2 separate regions of the Hordeum vulgare genome follow, and region 1 is linked to region 2. A link is a contact called in public Hi-C data. All regions are on one chromosome and are shown on one strand. The core of a region is the stretch at or near the end of the contact, and the rest is flanking DNA. Distances in the headings are between cores, read along the strand shown. Region 1 has its middle 370 kb from the start of LOC123412142. Region 2 holds the start of LOC123412142 (BEL1-like homeodomain protein 2).

The links. Hi-C and Micro-C count contacts between places; a contact is called where the count stands out from the background.
Region 1: a Hi-C map of seedling shows a contact between it and region 2, with 2.1 times the contacts expected there. The contact joins the enhancer-like site here to the promoter of LOC123412142 in region 2. A contact is called at or near these places in 1 of 6 Hi-C or Micro-C datasets (seedling) and 1 of 1 datasets of contacts at active chromatin or transcription factors (embryo).

What each region holds. Positions count from the first base shown.
Region 1 is chr7H:512,745,412-512,748,111 of MorexV3_pseudomolecules_assembly, forward strand. No RefSeq gene overlaps it. Among protein-coding and RNA genes, the nearest start is that of LOC123412142, 370 kb to the left of the region's middle. Within about 2 kb of position 1,315, at least 3 of the 3 cell types and tissues checked have open chromatin away from gene starts, as enhancers often do. A contact at or near this core is called in seedling, where this site is marked.
Region 2 is chr7H:512,373,642-512,376,341 of MorexV3_pseudomolecules_assembly, forward strand. It overlaps LOC123412142 (BEL1-like homeodomain protein 2), which reads right to left and starts at 1,258. Exons shown (of 4, transcript XM_045105091.1): 1 at 1-1,258. The coding sequence starts at 550.

The DNA.
Region 1 (2,700 bases), core at 65-2,564, 370 kb after region 2:
GCAGTATAAAGGCCATGTCAGGGCTTGCACTGTCATACTAGAGGCCGTGGCGTCTGAAGATCTCTGAATCTGGCACTCTTTTCTTGGCATGGCCGGATCACACAATGATATCAACGTGCTTCAACGCTCGCCGGTGTTTGCTAGGCTTGCCGAAGGCAACAGCCCACCAATGAACTTTACTGTCAACGGCCACAACTACGACAAAGGATACTACCTGGGTGACAGTATCTATGCTCAGTGTTCCACTATTGTCAAGACAATACCCAACCCTGTCGGAGAGAAGTGGAAAAGATTTTCCCAAGAGCAGGAGGGTGCTAGGAAGGATGTCGAGCGTGCCTTTGGTGTTTTGCAATCTCGATGGGGCATCGTTCGGTATCCTGCTAATACCTGCAGCATGCAGAAACTGTGGGAGGTGATGACTGCTTGTGTGATCATGCATAATATGATCGTAGAAGACGAGCGTCCGGAACGTCTGTACGATCAATGGTTTCAGTTTTAGGGTGATAATGTTGTGCGTGAGCATGGAGAAGCAGCAACGTTTGAACAGTTCACTCAATTTCATCAAGACATGCGTGATTGGGAAACTCACGTGCGATTGCAAAATAATTTGGTTGAGCATATGTGGGCTCATGTTGGCAACCAATAGATTTATCTTCTTTTGTTCGTTTGCAAAACTATGTAAGAACTATGTGAGACATTTTAATTTTTATTCGGCTTGTAATTACTATGCTACTTGTGGTCCAAATTATGTTATTTAATTTAAACTATGAAAATCATGCAAAATAGGGCGGCCAGCCGGCCACGCCGGCACAGATGGATCGGCGCGTTGGGCGCGCTACCGATCCATATCTAAAACAGTGCGGACGTCGGGCGAACAGCCGATCCAAGCGAACAAAAAGCAAACAAAATCGTTGTTCGTTTGGGTCGATCCGTTGACACGTTTAGATGGCTTCGCTCTGCCGAACGTCCGTTTTGTGGCGACCGGTTTTTAGTGAACGGCGTTTGGTGCCTTTAGACCGAGATTGAACACAGGAAAAAAAAATGATTCCAGATCCTACCAACCGAACAAGTCTACACTGAAGGACAGAACTCTTCAAAATTCTTGTAAATTTCCTTTGGTACAAAAGCACGTACTCTACACTGAAGGAGTACTGGAGTGATTAACATATGTTGGATCTTTCTGAGGTAACAGCAACTTTAGGGAGAAGGATGGGCGCTGGCTGGGGAATGATGGAGGGCTACTGTTATGTTGGGTATGGAGCTTATAATGATTGGCATGTCACTGTGCCAAGATGGGTGAAAGGGAAGCATTGAAGGATACGAGCACCAAAACCAAGGAGTTCTGTTTCTCTTTCCTCGGGAAGAGAGAGAGACATGGGCCCGGCCTGCATCTGCATGCAGGTTTGCAGCAGCAGGTAGTGTTCGTTCGGGCCCTTGCCCTCTTGCTTCTTCTCTCTCTATATCTCTCCACCGATTCTCAAGAGCTCACGGTGAAGATCGCAACAACTTCTCAACAGTTCATCACGGTAAAACTACCATGCATTATTTGGTTAGGCATCTCTAGCATAGTCAGAAATTATATTTAACAGTTTATTTTTTGAAGAATTAGACGATTTCTATCAGATCCTTAATACTCCTCATGGGCATGCGTGCGTGTCGACCTAAAACTACGTAAATGATTTATAAGCCGGGACGGAGGTAGCACCGTATTTTCCTAAAAACAAACTGTCATCACCGGCTATAAATGTCGGCTCGGGTGCGCTAAACCCTAGCCCGGACAGAAATCAGGTGACTTGCCCATAGCAAGTCACGCTGCAACTTGCGCCTATGTATCAGCCATTCAAAGGTCATCCAACGGACAGAAGCCATCCAAAGTAAAAAAAACAACCCACACTTGTTCCATCCAACACAACAGCGGAAACAAATATCAGGTTTTACCTGGTTCTCGGTCATTAAGAAATATAAATACTTGTAAAAAAAATTAAAAATACAAATACCATCATTTTTTCTGTTAGTTAAGAGCATCTACAGCCGGACCATACTCTTCTTCTAAACGTTCGAAACACTCGTCCGGTCAAAAAAAAAAAGTGACTCAACCATAGACCTCATTTCGTCTCTATATATACGTGTGGCCTGACCGACACGTCTCATATTCATCTCAAATCTGATGATAATTTGGGGTTGTCCGGTCACAACCGCACATCTCCATTCGACCCCACATGCAGCGACTTAACAAGAAAACACGGGAAAGACCTCGTGCACGCCGCACCGGAGTAGTCGTTCGCACGACGCGATGCACGCAGCTGCCTCGTGGGCGTGCATGCATACGTGTCGTTGTGACCGCGCGGGCGAGTAGGCTGGCCGCCACCGCCTCATGGGCATGCGTGCGTGTCGCGGCGGCTTCGCAGGCGTGCATCTGTGTCGCCGTCGCCTTGTGGGCGTGCGTGTGTGCGCGCCGTTGCTACGGGCGTACATGCGTGTTGTCGCCGCCTCGTGGGCGAGCAAGCTGGCCGCCGCAACCTCGCGCTCATCATCATGCTGACAATTTGGAGTGGCGCTGACCGTTTCAAGAAAAAAACGAGGAAGGGGAAGAGAGTTTTGGGTGGGTTAGGGTTGGCGATGGCACGCACGCACGCACGCATGCACGCAAAGGCGGCGGCGACACGCACGGACGCCCACGAAGCCTCCGCGACACGCACG
Region 2 (2,700 bases), core at 8-2,507:
TGAGCGACAGGCCGCTCGCCACGGCGGCGACCGGGTCCGGAAAGTCTGTGCCGCCGGAGAACGCCGTCAGGTAATACGGCTCGTGGGTGGAGGCAGCGCCTGGACCGTCGTAGAGCCAGCTGCAGTGCGGCTCTCCAGCAATGAGCTTGGCCATCTTTGATGGCTGGGCGATGGTGACCTCCGCCGGCGCGTACTGGAAGAAGTCCGCGGAGGCGGAATGGAGCATGGAGTGCACGGTGCTGCAGCTCTCGCCGGCGACAGCGTGGGCGTCGTCGTTCATCTCGTCCGTGGACATGCTCGCGAGGTGGCTGTCCTGAGAAGGGGCGCCGGGCCAGACGAGCTGGTTCGCCACCATCACGGCGTTGCTGGCCATGAAATGCGCGGCCACCTCCGCGCCGCCGGAGCCGGAGCCGGAGCCGAAGTGCACGTCGTGAGGCATGCTTGGGTAGAAGAATGGCGCCTCTGAACCGATCATCCCGCCACCGCCGAAGAAACAAGTGTTCATGGCATCCAACCCCAGCTGCTGCTGATAGGATGGATTGCTAGACATCTTGAGGCCTAGCTTAGCTCCGTAGTAGTCGCCAAAGGCCAAATCTTGCGCACTATCAATTTTTAAAGACCTGAAGCAAAGCAGCAGTAGAATATGTGAGCCAAATAATTGGTGACATCAACGCCGCTGCTGAGGACACAGTTCACAGATTGTTCCTTCACAAAGTTGAAGATGCAAGGCGGGCCACTGTGCGCATTGTAGCAGGCAGAAATGCAGACGAAATTGCACAGCACTGACTATGGGAGGAGGAAGAAAGCTCACCTATTTTGCGGCAAGAACAGAGAAACACCACCTATTTGCTAGCCTTGGCACAAAAATGCAGCCTTCTAGTACTAAAGCATAGCTGATATAGAAAAAAGGCACCTAAAGCACGCAGTAAACACAGGTCGTTTGTCCTGGATTTTCAAAATGGGCAGCGCAAAGAATGAATGGAGAAAGGCTAGGGACACGAGTTACAGTAGCCACTCTAATAAGAAATTGTGCTTATCCAACTGCTCAGTTTGAGCTTTTTCTTTTCCTTTTCATCTGCTCAGGTGCTATGCTCGCAGGTAGTGGTAGTACCACTTGAGAACCAACAGAGCAAGCACTAGAGTAGAAATCTTGCATTCGAAGCCGTACCACGCAAAGAGACAATAATCGCAAAAACAAGAAATGAAATCATGTTGAAGAACCAAAGCGGGAACAGCCGAGGAAGCCTTGGGGAGCTAGGGATTAGTAGCCGAACCTTAAACAATCATGGAGAGAGAAAGCACCGGCGACGGCGACGGCCTATGAACCGCCAACCACCCCTCCGTCCTACCTCAAGTGGCTACTCTCCTACAGAGGTTTCAACCTGGGATATGGCTAGCTAGCGAGGGCGAGTGGGGCAGCAAAAGCAGCGGAGCTTTCCAAGAAGATGATCAGCGAGAGCGAGGAGGAAGAAGATGAAGCCGGAGCTACCACGCGGAACCTAAAATGGAAACGAGAGCATTTCCCGATATCACGGCGACAATGCGGATGGGCTGCAGCTGGTGACGACGACCCTGAGGCGATCTCTCCTATTTCTTTCCCCTCTGTTTCCACTTTCTAGTACTACTCCAGCAGGCGAGAAAGAAGCAGGGGAGGGGAGCAATTGGGGGAGGGGAGGCCAGGGAGGGAGGTGGGTTTTATCAGGCTCGGAAACCAGCACGAGGAGGAAGAAAAATGGTGATGCCCACTCCACTTGGATGGCAGGCCCCTCTGATTGATGATCTCGGCACTGATCAAGAGAGATCTTGGGCTGGCAGGGCGCTCTCTCTCTCTCTCTCTGTGTGTGTATGATGCAAACACGCACGCAAGCCACAGGAAACAGAAACGAGAGGGGGCCTACGCCGCTCTGCTCTGCTCTGCTCCAGGAGGGGGGCAGCGGCGTTTTAATGCATACCAAAAACTGAAAGTTGCTGATGCCCATACGTAGCAAAGCAGGGAAAAGGATGGGGCATGGGGGCCGGCCTTTGCTTGGATCATGGAGGGAAGGGTGTAGAAGAATAGTGTTATCCAACATGTGGTGATGGATTCAGTTTGCTTATTTTATTGTTATGGTGAGGTTTATCTCCCCATGATTGTGCTGTATCAATCCCCATGCACCTGCAGGACAAGCCATGAACTAGTTGATTATTAGTCGAGTGCACAATGGCACACTGTGTGGGCATATAAAATGCATCACCTCATGAATGTCTGTTAAGCAACCAACACCATGCGCCTAGCCGCTAGCCATGTATCGTACTACATACCGCCACAGTGGTGGCATCTGTGTGTGCATCATTCGCTCACTCATTCATTCATTCCCTCGCTGAGATGAGCGCACTGTGCGTGCGTATCATGCATGTGGCTTGCTTCGGGCAGTTGTGGCAAAGGAACAATTCTTCTTTCCAAGCACGAGCAGGCGCCACTTGCTCCCGTCCGCTACAGCGTGCCCAGGCCGCAAGCTGCAAGCGGCAGCGGCAGCGAGTGAGTGCTCGCCTTTCACCTTTGTTTCAGCAAATGCAAGCAAGCAGGGCGTGCAGGGCCACGGCAGGAGAGGACGGAGGGAGGCCGGGCCAAGGCGATGCGTCCAAACGCTCCTTGGCAGCCTACAGTGCCGCAGACGCACACATGCACATGCACATGCATGCATGCATGCGAGAGAGATC